Regions from separate parts of the Manis pentadactyla genome. Here region 1 is linked to region 2. Evidence: chromatin contacts called from public Hi-C data. All regions are on one chromosome and are shown on one strand. The core of a region is the stretch at or near the end of the contact, and the rest is flanking DNA. Distances in the headings are between cores, read along the strand shown.

Evidence for each region. Hi-C and Micro-C count contacts between places; a contact is called where the count stands out from the background.
Region 1: a Hi-C map of skin fibroblasts shows a contact between it and region 2, with 3 times the contacts expected there. The contact joins the promoter of WNT9A here to the promoter of LOC118933496 in region 2. A contact is called at or near these places in 3 of 3 Hi-C or Micro-C datasets (blood, fibroblasts and skin fibroblasts).

The regions. Positions count from the first base shown.
Region 1 is chr13:93,273,522-93,279,722 of mManPen7.hap1, reverse strand. WNT9A (Wnt family member 9A) reads left to right here and starts at 1,615. Exons shown (of 4, transcript XM_036927852.2): 1 at 1,615-1,834. The coding sequence starts at 1,740.
Region 2 is chr13:93,117,837-93,123,997 of mManPen7.hap1, reverse strand. LOC118933496 (zinc finger protein 354A) reads left to right here and starts at 1,425. Exons shown (of 5, transcript XM_036927846.2): 1 at 1,425-1,629; 2 at 2,725-2,812. The coding sequence starts at 2,780.

The sequences.
Region 1 (6,201 bases), core at 366-2,865, 160 kb before region 2:
CTGTGAGCCGAAGCCCCAGGAAGGCAGAGCCTCATCCTTTCCAGCTCCCCACAATAGCCGCTGCCCCATGTTCTCGGCTGGGACCTCCGCCGGCTGCCTGCTGACTTGGGACTCACTGGTCGGCGGACGAGAGAACTGCCTGCTCCCCCAGGACCTCTGTCATGCCTGCAGTGCCTTCCAGATGCATGTTTACAATCTCACACTTCATTTTTCTTGGGCACAATCTCCCTGCTTTTAAACATGTCATCGCTCTGCATGCCCCCACCCCACGCCTCACAGTTCCCGGGTGTGGGGCCAGGCCTCAGGTGGAGGCCCTGAGGGCTGAGGAGGCCGCTGTGGTGGGGAGGGCAAGGCACCCTGACCCACAGCCTGGGTGGGCCAGGGCCACCTGCGGCCAGATTCTCTTTGCTGGGCAGCCCTGTCAGTGTGGAGCGGCATATGAGCTGAGGAGGGCAAGGGAGAGCCCCCTCCCACTGGAGGGGTTCTTGGAGTAGGAATGACACGAGGCCAGCCACATCCATGGAGAGGCAGAACGCTGGGTGGGGGCTTCCACAGTGGCCTCACAACTTAGAAAAGGCCTGACTCCCTGCACTCAGATAGGTCTCAGATGGTGAAACTAAGGCACAGAAAGAAGGGATGTGCCCAAAGCCCCATGTCCTCCCTGCCACCCCTCACTGGCCAGTCTCAGGAATCTCCCCAAGGTGGAGGGGGTGTGCTCACCTGGGTGGGTCTTCCCAGAGAGGAGGGGGCCCAAGGGGTGTCGAGTGCTCCGGAGGTCACTGTGGGGATGCATTTTTTGCCACCCAGCTTTACCTCTGACCACAGTTCCAAGACAGGTCACTTAGTGGCAGGTTCTCAGAGCTCACCACGCCCAGTCTTCAGAGGTGCTCAGACCCCTACACCCCGGGGTCTCTGCCCAGAAGCTTCCCAACTTGAGAGGGCTGACAGGGGCTGGACTCTCCCCCGCAGTCCCAGGGATCCCCTGGGCCCTTGTCGCCTAGCCCAAGACCGGTAAATTGTGTGTCTGGTTTTTTGGGCCTGGGGTTCTCCGACATCACCGTGCTTCAGCAGTGGCTGTGTGCCTCTGTCCTCCGAATCCCATCGCTCCTGTTGCCTCTGGCCGCGCCAGGCCCCCTTGGCACCGCAGCCAGTCCGCGCTGTGTAGAGCCTCCGGGAAGGGGGGTTCCCTGGAGCAGCGCTGGCGGTGGTCTCCGCCTCCAGGGCACTCCCTAGATTTAAGGACGGGGAGACGGAGACCGCAGAAGGTTGAGCGACTTGTTCCGCAACCTCAGCTGGCCGGGCCAACAAAAAGGCGGCGGCGCCCCTCCAGCCTTGCTGCCCCCTCGGTCCAGCTTCCCCCAGCTCGCGGGCATCACCTGCGGGCAAGCCAGCTCTCGGGGAGCGAGCGCGCGCTCCGACTCGGGGCTGACGGGGTCACCGAGGCCCCGCCCCGCGCGCCCCGCCCCCGCGCCCGCCGCCCTCGCGCGCCCCCTCCCCACTCGCGGGCGGCGCCCCCGGAGCTGCGGAGCCGGGCGGCGGCGCGGTGGGGCGGGCGCTCGGCTCGGGTTTCGGCCCGCCCCCGGCGCCGGCGTGACCCCTCCCCGGGCGCGGGCGGGCCGGGCCCAGCTGGCCGGCGCCCCGCCCCCGGCCTGGCGCTCCGGGCGCTATAAGAGGGCGGCGGCCGCGGGGCGCCCTGCGCGGGCCGGGAGCGCGATGGTCCGCCGCCGCGGTGCGGCAAGATGCTGGATGGGCCCCTGCTGGCGCGCTGGCTGGCCGCGGCCTTCGCCCTGACGCTGCTGCTCGCCGCGCTGCGCCCCTCGGCCGCCTACTTCGGGTAGGTGGCTGCGGCCCGGCGGGCGCGGGGGCCGGGGGTGGGCGCGGGGCGGGCTGGCGGCCCAGGTGCGCGGCCGGGCCGGCCGCCGGGGTGCCGGGTGCTGTTTGTTTGCGGCGCGCGCGTCGCTCGGCTCGCGAGTCGGTGTCCCCGCGACGCGGCGGGGAGAGGGCCGGCGTGCCCGACGGGCTGGCACGGCGCCGCGGTCCTCCGTGACCCTGGGGTCGTCGTCACGGCTGCCGCGCCCGGACGCGGGGCGCCCCTGAGCCTGGGGCCAAGCGCTGGTCCTGCTCCCCGTCGCCGCCGACTCTTGACACACGCTGGAGCCCCCTGGCCCCTGGCCACTCAGCCCCTTGCAGCTTACCCCCGACCCTCCTTCTCTCCTTGAGAAGTTAATTTAACAACAACAACAAAAAATACGTACAAAATCCAGATGTTCCTCGCACTGAGCCCCAAAGGAGGGACCGAAAAAGCTCCAAGCTGGAGGAATTTATTTTTCTTGCGCTTTGCTCCTGCCGCTCGCTCCGGCCTGGCCCGCGGGCGCGCGTCTGGGGGACCCGAGCCGGTGAGCGGGCTGGGAGGTGAGTGCCGCCTCCCGCCGTCCTGAGTCACCGCCCCGCGCTTCTCCGCAGCGGCGGCCTGTGGTTTCGACGCGTCGTCCCCGCCGTGCCCTCCAACCCCTCCTTGTCCCTCTCTCCCAGACCTGGAATGTCCAGCCCACGACCTTTGGGAACCCTTGCCGCGACCTGCGGATGGGCCTTCCAGGGTTGGGGTGGCACCGCGCTCGCGGCCCCGGCCCTCCAGGCCTCCCCGCCCCCAGGCTCCACCCTGGACCGGGCCCACCCCCGCGCCCGGCCCGCCCTGGGCACTCGCGGCCGCCGCCCTTTGCCGTCACCTGTTCCCTCGCCCCTGGCCTGGGGCGCGCGGCGGCCTGGCCGGCAGAGGGCCCCGTCGGTCCAGAAATGTGGCACCGCCAGGCAGGGAGAGGCCAACCGGGCGCGGAGCCCTGCAGGTGTATCCTGTTCTCAAAGAAAATAAAATATTTTCATGGGAAACTTTCCCTTTGTGTTTTTCTTTCCCCCTTTCTCCTTCTGTTTCTTTCTCCTGGGTCGTCTTCCAGGGTCAGCCCAGTGTTACCTCCCTCTGGGGACCCCACCAGCAACCCTCTCCTGGCTCCAGCTGGGGCCTGGCCCTGCCTGGGGCCCTGGGCGCAGAGACTGGCAGGCACGCCCCTGCTCACCATCTGTGCAGCCTTCCCCTCGCCCTCCTGGGTATAGGGAGGGTCAGGGGATGGCCGCCTGGCCGCAGGTCCATGGTGAGTCATGGTGGCCTGTCAGCCAGCTGCGCCTGCTTGTTCTCCATGGCCTGGGGTCTGCGTACACCCTGGTGGCACTACTCTGACTAGAAGATAGATCCACTGTGGGGAGGGGAGGTCCAGTCCTGGCAACAGCCCGCTTTCTCCGCTTCCTGCTCCCCTTGCTTCTGGGAAAGTCGTTGAGCTCTGCTGTTTCTATGTGTGTGTTAGGGCCCACACCCGAGGAAGTCCCAGTGGGCGTGGGGCACTTGGGGGGGGGCTTGGCACCCCAGGGGCTCTTCTGGCCAGCCCCCTTCCCCTGCATTTTGTCCCCAATGGCTCCACCAAGTGAGGCTTCCCAAATCCTGCCTTTGGGGAGCATAGGAGGCAGATGTCCTGCCCAGGGTACAGCTGGCTATGCCAGGGGTCAGGCGTGAGAGCCAGAGCTCTGCTTGACGGACTGGGGTCCCGGAGGGTTTAGGCCTGGTGCCAGCCGGACAGGCAGGAGGAAGGGGGCAGTGCTGGAAGGGTCCGTGCCCAGCAACGTGCCTCAGGACAGCTTCAGGCACTGAGGTCGGCTGGGCCTGGGAGGAGAGGAAGAGTCGAGGAGGGGGCTGATCTGTGTGGAAGTCTGGCATCTCTGGCCAGCAGGGACTGGCTGGGCCTGGGTCTGGTTCTCTTTCTCCTGGCCCAGGAAGCAGCAGGAGCAGAGCGTGAAGGGGAAGATGGCCCAAGGCAGGCATGGAGTGTCCTGTCTGGCATCCAGAGCTGTAGAGAGGGTTGGGTTGCAGCCGTGGGAGGAGGCAGAGAGGGCTCCTGCTGCCCACGTGACCCCCCAGGCCAGCCTCTCTAGGTTTCTGGGCTGTAACTGGAGCTGCCTCCGTGCCAGGCAGAACTTTCAAGAGGGGGAAGGGAGAGGTGGGCCTGGATCCCGGCTCCCTCCTCCTACTCCTCTGGCTTTACTCTGGTGGGTTGGGAAGCCCCAGTGCACTTTGGCCTGCCCTGGGTCGGGTGGGCTCACCACCTAGCTGCTCTCCTGTCTGTGTGGTCAGGTGAGAAGATGGACCTGAACCTGCCCAGGAAGGGATGCCCCAGACCCGGAGGCCAGGCACCCTCGTGCTGCCCTTCACAAGGAGCCAAGGGCTGCTTCTGGGGCTTATTGGGATCCGTGCCTGGCAGAGCAGGGCCTGGGCTCCCTGGTACCCTGATATCCTTTGCTTAGAGATCCTGTGTGTGTGCCTTGCCTGCCCCAGCAGAACCCCGGAGGGAGCCACTAGACTTGCATGCTGGGGCTGCCTGGGCAGGCAAAAGCCTAAGACCCTTGGTGGTGTCCTCAGCCATCCACATTCCGTAGGAGGCATTTGCAGGCTGGCTTGACATTTGCAGGCTGGCTTGGGGGAGCGGACCCTGCCTCCTGGTCCCTGGAGGCCTGCACGGAGGAGGCACCACCAGGCATGGCACCTAAAGGCTCTCCACACCAGGCATGTGAGGGGTGCCTGGAGTGCGAATGAAAGGCAGTCAGGGTCACATGAATGAGGCCAAGTGGGCGAGAGGCCATTTGCCATAGTTCTGTTACTGAAACAACTCATATCCTATATACTGCTAAGAGCATATAGCTCGGTGGTTTTTTAGCACACCCACAAGGCTGTGCAGTCAGCACTGCTATCTAATTCCAGAACATTTTCATCACTCCCCAAACCTCATATCTCGCCCCCTTCCCCAGCCCCCCAGCACTAATCCACGTTGTGTCTCTCCTGGTTTGCCTGTTCTGGATGTTTCGTACAAGTGGAATCACACAACATGTGGCCTTTCATATCTGGCTTCTCATGAGCATAATGTCCCCAGGGCTTACCCACGCCATGGTGTAGATCAGGGCTTCCTTCCTTTTTGTGGCTGGATGGTATCTGGTTGGATGGACATGCACACAGTGTTGTTGGGATCCGTCCGTCCACTGGTTGTCTCTGCCTTTGGCTGCTGTGAACGTGGGTGTGCAAGCTTTTCACTTTCTCTGGATACATACCCCAAAGGGGAACTGCTGGGTCACGTGGTGCTACATCTGACTTTTTGAGGAACGACCACACTGTTTTCACAGCAGCTGTACCATTTTCCACCCCAAGCTGTGCCCAGTGCTTGTTACTTCCGCTCTTCCATTTTGCCTTTATTCTAGACATCCTGGTGGGCATGAGCTGGTATCTCACTGTGGTTTAATTTGTGTTTCCTTGGTGATGGGTGCTGCCGAGCATCTTTTCATGTGTGTCGGCCACTGGGGACACCTCTGGAGAGACGTCTATTGAGTCCCTTTGCAGAACTTCGGCTGGATTGTGTGCTGTTGAATTGTAAGTGCTCCTGGTGTGTTCTGGCTTTGTGAGCAGAGGAGAGCCTGGTGCTGTCTCTTACCTGCTGCTCCCAAGGGCTGGCTGGCTGTGTGGGGGAACCAGGATCAGGTGGCTGTCTGGGGGCAGGAAGCTGCCCTCTGGAGGTGGCTGTGTGTGGAGCTGGCGAGGGGCTGGCAGAGAGGGAGGTGTCCTGGTAACTCCTGGCTGGAGGCCAGGCTGGAGGGGCAGTGGACTGAGCAGGCAGGGCCTAGGGAGTCAGTCAGGCAACCATGCCCAGACCAGTCCCACAAAACCTTAGGTCCACCATTTGAGGGAGATGCCACAGGGAGCAGAAAGTACTCCAGAGGGTCAGGAGGGGTCAGGCCTGCGCGAGAGTGAGGACCCGGGTAAGGGACCTTGTCCACAGGGTTCGGGCAGCCTCTTGAGGTCCCTTGGAGTAGCCCTGTGGATGAGACTTAATAGCAGTAGGTCCGGGAGGCCACCAGGCAGTGGGCCAACGGGGAGGTCCTGGGGGGGTACGGGTGGTCAGGCCAGGGAGGGAGCTCCAGGGACCAAGAGGGTGGAGAGGTGGCAGGAGGAGGGTCTGGGCTTCCTGCCTGCGAAGGAATGGGGATTCTCCCAGGACCCCTGGCCAAGAGCCTGGGGCGGAGGTTGGCATGAGGAGGCAGGTGGATGGAGCAGAAGGGCCAGCACTGGGCCCCTGGGCTGGTGGTGCCCAGGCCTCACGGTGGGCCTGAGAC
Region 2 (6,161 bases), core at 176-2,675:
AGATATGAATTATGCAAGAGGGAGCCCAGTACTTCTGGCTGCCCCCAAACAGGCTAGAACTTTAAAAATAAAGGCTGCTCGATTCCCACTCTGTTGGAGTGAGCTGGGAACTCAGCAGCCTCCTCTCCAAACACCTGCAGAGATGGGGCAAGGACAAGTAGAAATGTCACATAACTTCCCACAATTTCAAATGTTTGAGTGTTCTTTGGTTGATGCAGACGTTTTCCAAAGCCTTTGAAATGTTATTTTAGCTAGTTTCTAGTTTCTAATCTTTTATTTTTATTTTATGTTCCCAAGGAGGATGGAGGGCTTGGAGCTTTCTACTCTGCCATTTTGCTCACCTCCCCCTACTTTGACTAGAAATCATAGACTACTCAATATGATAATTATAGGAAAAATAATACATAAACAAAAGAAGCAAAACTGTCATTCACATGTTATATGATAGTAAATAAAAAATCCAAAACGGCAAATTCATTATTGGAATTTACAAAAACCTTTGGGCAGTAAGATTTATACAAAACCGCCACTTAATACATATTTAAAAAGATACCATTTACAAAAGCTTCAAAAAATATGAAACACAAATGAAATGCACAAAAATATGCAATGCTGCTATGGGGTAAATATATGGAGTAGTTAGACCTAAATAAAAGGCAAGATAAACCATAGTAATGGATTATTAGAATCAATATTGTGAAGAATTTAATTTTCCCCAAGTTATTTTATTAATTCAATCAATCCAAAGTCTCAGCATTTTTTTTTACAGGTAACATGATGATGATTACGCACATGACTTGGGCCAAGAACAAGAATTTGCAGAGGCTTCCTAATATATCTCACCAGTGTTTACTTCCATGCTACATCAACATAGGGTGGTATTCCTGACGTAATTACCCCTTGCTACAACCTGCCTCCACACCTACCCCAGATACTTCCGACCCTGCTTTCCTTTCACTTTTTCCCATAATGTTTATCTTCTAAAATGCTATAGAATTATGTCTATGGCTGTTGCCTGCTCCTTACCTCCTAAAAGTTCTCAAGGGCAGCGATACTTGTTTTGTTCACTGCCTTATTTCCAACCGCTTACTTACAACGGCGCTTGGCATATGGCAAGTGCTCAATTCACTTTTGCGGGATGACTTAAGGGGAAATAGGCATACAGACAACCGCCGAGAACAAACCTATCATATTTGCAGATGCAGAGCCACAAGACACCGCACCCGGCGAACCGCCGTTAACCTAAATAGGGAACAGGAGCCGAGACCGTGCCGCCCAAGGAGGGTACCCCACACCCGGAAATGGCAACTGGACACGTAACAAGCTCGCCTTAGCCTGCCTCGCAGCAGGCCAGAGAACTACACTTCCCAGGATGCTTGGGTTCTCGCTTGGACTACATCCCCCGGAGGCCTTAGCGGCAACCCCCTAGCGCGCCCCCTGCCCCGCCCCTCCCGGACTTGCGGGGGCGCGGGGCTTTGCACCCAGAGTAAGCGGCCTTGGGACCCGAGGTCCGCCAGGGAGGAGCCCCGACCCCAGGCTGCTGTCGGGCCGGCGCAGTTCCGGAGGCTCCCCCTGCTGAGCACGGCCGGGGAAGGCACTGGCCCCGGGAACCCGGGAGGCCTGGGCGAGGTGAGCAGCGGAGGGCGGGCGGGATGTGGGAGGGAGTCCCGGGGCCTCGGGAGGATGCGGCGCCGGGCCTTTGTGGGCCTTTGTGGGCGCGGCAGGCCAAAGGCCGTGCACCCCCGCGCTGTCCGCCTGCCACCAGCCGTCCGGGAGACGCTCCCAGAAAGCAGGTCGGGCTTTCGCCCCCGGGGGCCCCAGGTCCCAGCCACCATCCTGCTTCCTCCCGACCCATGCCCAGTGCGTCACCTGCCCAGCCCCAGCCGGCGTCTTAATTTGCTACCGGCTGTCAGCGAACGTGAGGAGTTGCATTTCCTCCCGTCTCCATCGCACTGCCCTCCCGGGTGGGGTCATAACGAAGTATAGTGAGCGAGAATGAGTTGTCGGCGTTCCCCAGTGGCAGAGTCGGGACCGAAGCCCATATCCTTGGTTTCCGTGCCCCTTCCTCAAGACCGCAGCTCTCCCCGCCATAGGAAAGCTCATGTTTTCCTGTTCCCAATCAGTTTTCTCTAAAAATACAGAAATTGACTCCTTGACAGGGTGGGAGGAATGGGGTGGAGAAAGCTTGAGGTGGAGAAAAGTTGTCACATGGCGCGCAGTGAGATTGGAGCTGCTGCTCTGGAGTGCGTCCTGGGAGACATCCTGGTGCACCATCACCGGCTTCGTGAACTGAGCTAAGTTGCTCCCACTCTGCCTTCAGTTTCCTGACCTGGAAACGGTGGTTACTGACAATGCCACCTGTGCTGTGGGATTGAATGATGCCCAGGCCGTGCCCGGCACACAGTGAGGCCCAGTGCGACGCTACTGCTGGTAGAGTCTTAGGCCCTTTTCCTCTGGGCCAGGAGAAGATTTGGGGCTAGGACCAGGATGGCCCAAACTTTCTCTCTGGTCCTGTCTGCTGCTAGTTCTTTCTGACTCACCTCTCTAGAGCGACATCTGGGGCAGTTCCGGAGGCTCCCCCTGCTGAGCAGGCCAGGGAAGGCACTGGCCCAGGAGTGACACCTGGTGTCACTCTCCTGTGGTGTTAAGAATTTCAGAGGTGGTGGTTCTGAGGGGTGGAAAGCAGAAGGGGCTTCTTCCTCCTGGCTCCCTTTTTCCTATCAGATCTGCCTTCTGGAGACGCTGCCTATCTTCAGAGGGAAGTGACCACAAAGAGGACATGGCTACTGAACAGAGGGAAGCCAGGTCTCAGGTGAGTTCATTGCCATCTCAGGAGTTCGAGTACAAAAAGAAATACATCTGTCCCTAACCCAAGTTCTCTACCCAATACAATCCCTCCAGGATTTGGAGCTTCAGTCCTTTTGCCTTTGAGGAGCTGGTCCCCCTGGTGGATGGCGGGTTCTGTAGGGAATATTTGCTTCCCCCTGCCAATCCATGTTTAGTGTTTCTCTTTTCATTCCTAATAGACACTCTTTTATTTATTAATCTCAATTCACTGTGTGATTACTAATTTGATAGATAAGGTGCCACATGTCATATCACTTGGAGACAGAACAAACATGCACGCTTGTCAGAGTTCCTTTCTGGCCCTGCCTCCTTTGCCCACCCATGTCTCCCTCCCTGCCCTCGGCAAGAATGCTTTCCTTTTTCTTTCCACCCCCGAGCATCCTCACTCTACCTTCCCCAGGCTTCTCCAGCTGTCTTGAAAGCTTCTTAACATTGTGGATCATGTGCTTTGCTTCTACCACTTGAAGCCTGTTCTTGACCTGCCCTTTTCACCTGTCTAGTACGGGAATGGGGGAGGGACCCCATCCTGGTGAGCTAGTGTGGGAACAAAGGATAGCCATGTGGGAAGGGACACAGCTGAAGAGGTCTCAACTCTGAGAGCAGGGATATCGTTACTGGAGAAGCAGTATGTACAGTGGTCAGGAAGTGGGACTCTCCAGACAGAAGACCGGGTTTAAACTTCTCTCTTGCCATTCATGCCATTCATTGGGCAAATAAGTCCACCGCTCTATTCTTCCATTTCCTTACTTGTAAAATGGGAATAACAACCATGCCTACTTCACACGGTAGCTGAGAGGATCGTGTGAGTTAGTGCATGAAAGTGTTTAGATCAGGGCCGGGCACATAGTTGTTCAGTATGTGCTTGTTGTGGTAGCTGAACCATATTACCCTAGTAATGATACTATTAATGTGGGTAGAAACTGCTATGCAATGTTTCTAGGACCCAGAGAATACTTGTCCTTTCTTTACTCCTCTCCACCTGAGAGTAACAGTGAATGTTGTTGGGGAATGGCCTGAGGGCTTTACCTATGTTCTCAGCCATATGGCAACCCAGCAGTTATCATCCCCATTTTACATACAAGGAAACTGAGGCTCAAAGAAGTCAAGTAACCTGAGTTCAAACTCAAGCATGTCTGTCCTCTATGTTAGTGCTTGTTATCGTCCAGCCATTCCTCTGCTGCATCTTGCAGAACACACGGCAGACTCAGCCCACATGTCAGAGAATCCCTTGTGCACCATGGTGTTATCTTTGGGCCCTCGAAACATGGTGACATTTGATTTCTGAGGCAATGGCCAGGACCTGGCATTACCTGTTTCAGCTGCCTTTGGCTGAGGCTTTCCCATTCCACTCCAGCACAGCCAGGTGCTCTCTTGCCCAGAACCTTCTCTATCCCTGTGGGAGCAAGTCCCATGCGGCCTTCTCCCTAGCCTTGCCTGCTGCCTGTGTGACAGTTCCAGATGGACATGTGTGCAAAACTCAGTGACCTTTAAGAGAATGTACCAACTACTGGGTTAAAAACCAAAAAAGTATGTGACCTGGGGTCTTGACTGCCCTGGACCTTGTTTCCTCAACTCTGCGTTGAGGACTGAATGAGGACATGGCCTGTAGTCCTGTCTAGCTACATATTTTTCTCTCACTGTTCAAATTATTTCATGTGTTTTCCTTGTCTGCCAGCTGGTTTGTAAATTCTTGAGAGAAGGTCATTTCTTGTATCCCTTCCTATATGCCACTTAATTGTCTTTCTTATAATACATATAGTTCATGTTCATGTTAAAAATTTCAGAATAAAGAATAGATATGTAACGAAGTTCAATGACTCTTCCTCTATCTGGAGGTAATCACTCTGACCCCTTTGGTGTGTGTCTCTCAGAATCATTTTCTATATACCATTATTTATTTATTTATATGCATATGTTTGTGTGTACATATGTAGGTATGTGTTTATTTTACCATTCTAACTTAAAATATTGCAATTTGAAAACATACATAAAGTTTACCACTTTAACCTTTATTGTGTGTGTAATTCAGTGGCATTAAGTACATTGATGTTGTGCAGCCACTACCACCATCCGTCTGCACTGTGTGGATTCTTTCTTAACCCAAGGAGGTAGGCCCTGAGAGGCAGTTTTGCAGAATAGTGAAGAGTAGACCCTTGGACGTTCCTGTATTGGAATTTCAACTCTACCACTGTCTGGCTGTAACATTGGGATTTTTTTTTTTTTTTAATTTTTTATACATTTAATTTTTTTTGGTATCATTAATATACAGTCACATAGGCAACATTGTAGTTACTAGATTCCCCCCATTATCAAGTCCCCACCACATACCCCATTACAGTCACTGTCCATCAGTGTAGTAACATGCTATAGTGTTACTACTTTCTTCTCGGTGCTCTACTGCCTTCCCCATGCCCCCCGCCCCGTTACGTGTGCTAATCGTAATGCCCCTATTCCCCTTCTCCCTCTCTTCCCATGCACCCTCCCCAGCCCCATTCCCTTTGGTAACTGTTAGTCCATTCTTGGGTTCTGTGAGTCTGCTGCTGTTTGTTCCTTCAGTTTTTGCTTTGTTCTTATGCTCCACAGATGAGTGAAATCATTTGGCACCTGTCTTTCTCTCCCTGGCTTATTTCACTGAACATAATACCCTCTAGCTCCATCCATGTAGTTCCAAATGGTAGGATTTGTTTTCTTATGGCTGAGTAATATTCCATTGTGTATATGTACCACATCTTCTTTATCCATTCATCTACTGATGGACACTTAGGTTACTTCCATTGCTTGGCTATTGTAAATAGTGCTGCGATAAACATAGGGGTGCATCTGTCTTTTTGAAAATGGGCTCCTGCATTCTTAGGGTAAATTCCTAGGAGTGGAATTTCTGGGTCAAATAGTATTTCTATTTTTAGTTTTTTGAAGAATCTCCATATTGCTTTCCACAATTGTTGAACTAGTTTACATTCCCATGAGCGATGTAGAAGGGTTCCCCTTTCTCTGCATCCTCGCCAGCATTTGTTGTTCCTAGTCTTTTCTATGTTGGCCATCCTAACTGATGTGAGGTGATATTTCATTGTGGTTTTAATTTGCATTTATTTCCCTGATAATTAGTAATGTGGAGCATTTATTCATGTGCCTGTTTGCCATCTGAATTTCTTCTTTGGAGAATTGTCTATTCATATTCTCTGCCCATTTTTTAATAGGGTTATTTGCTTTTTGGGTGTTGAGGCGTGTGAGTTCTTTATATATTTTGGATGTTAACCCCTTGTTGAATATGTCATTCACAGATATATTCTCCCATACTGTAGGGTGCCTTTTTG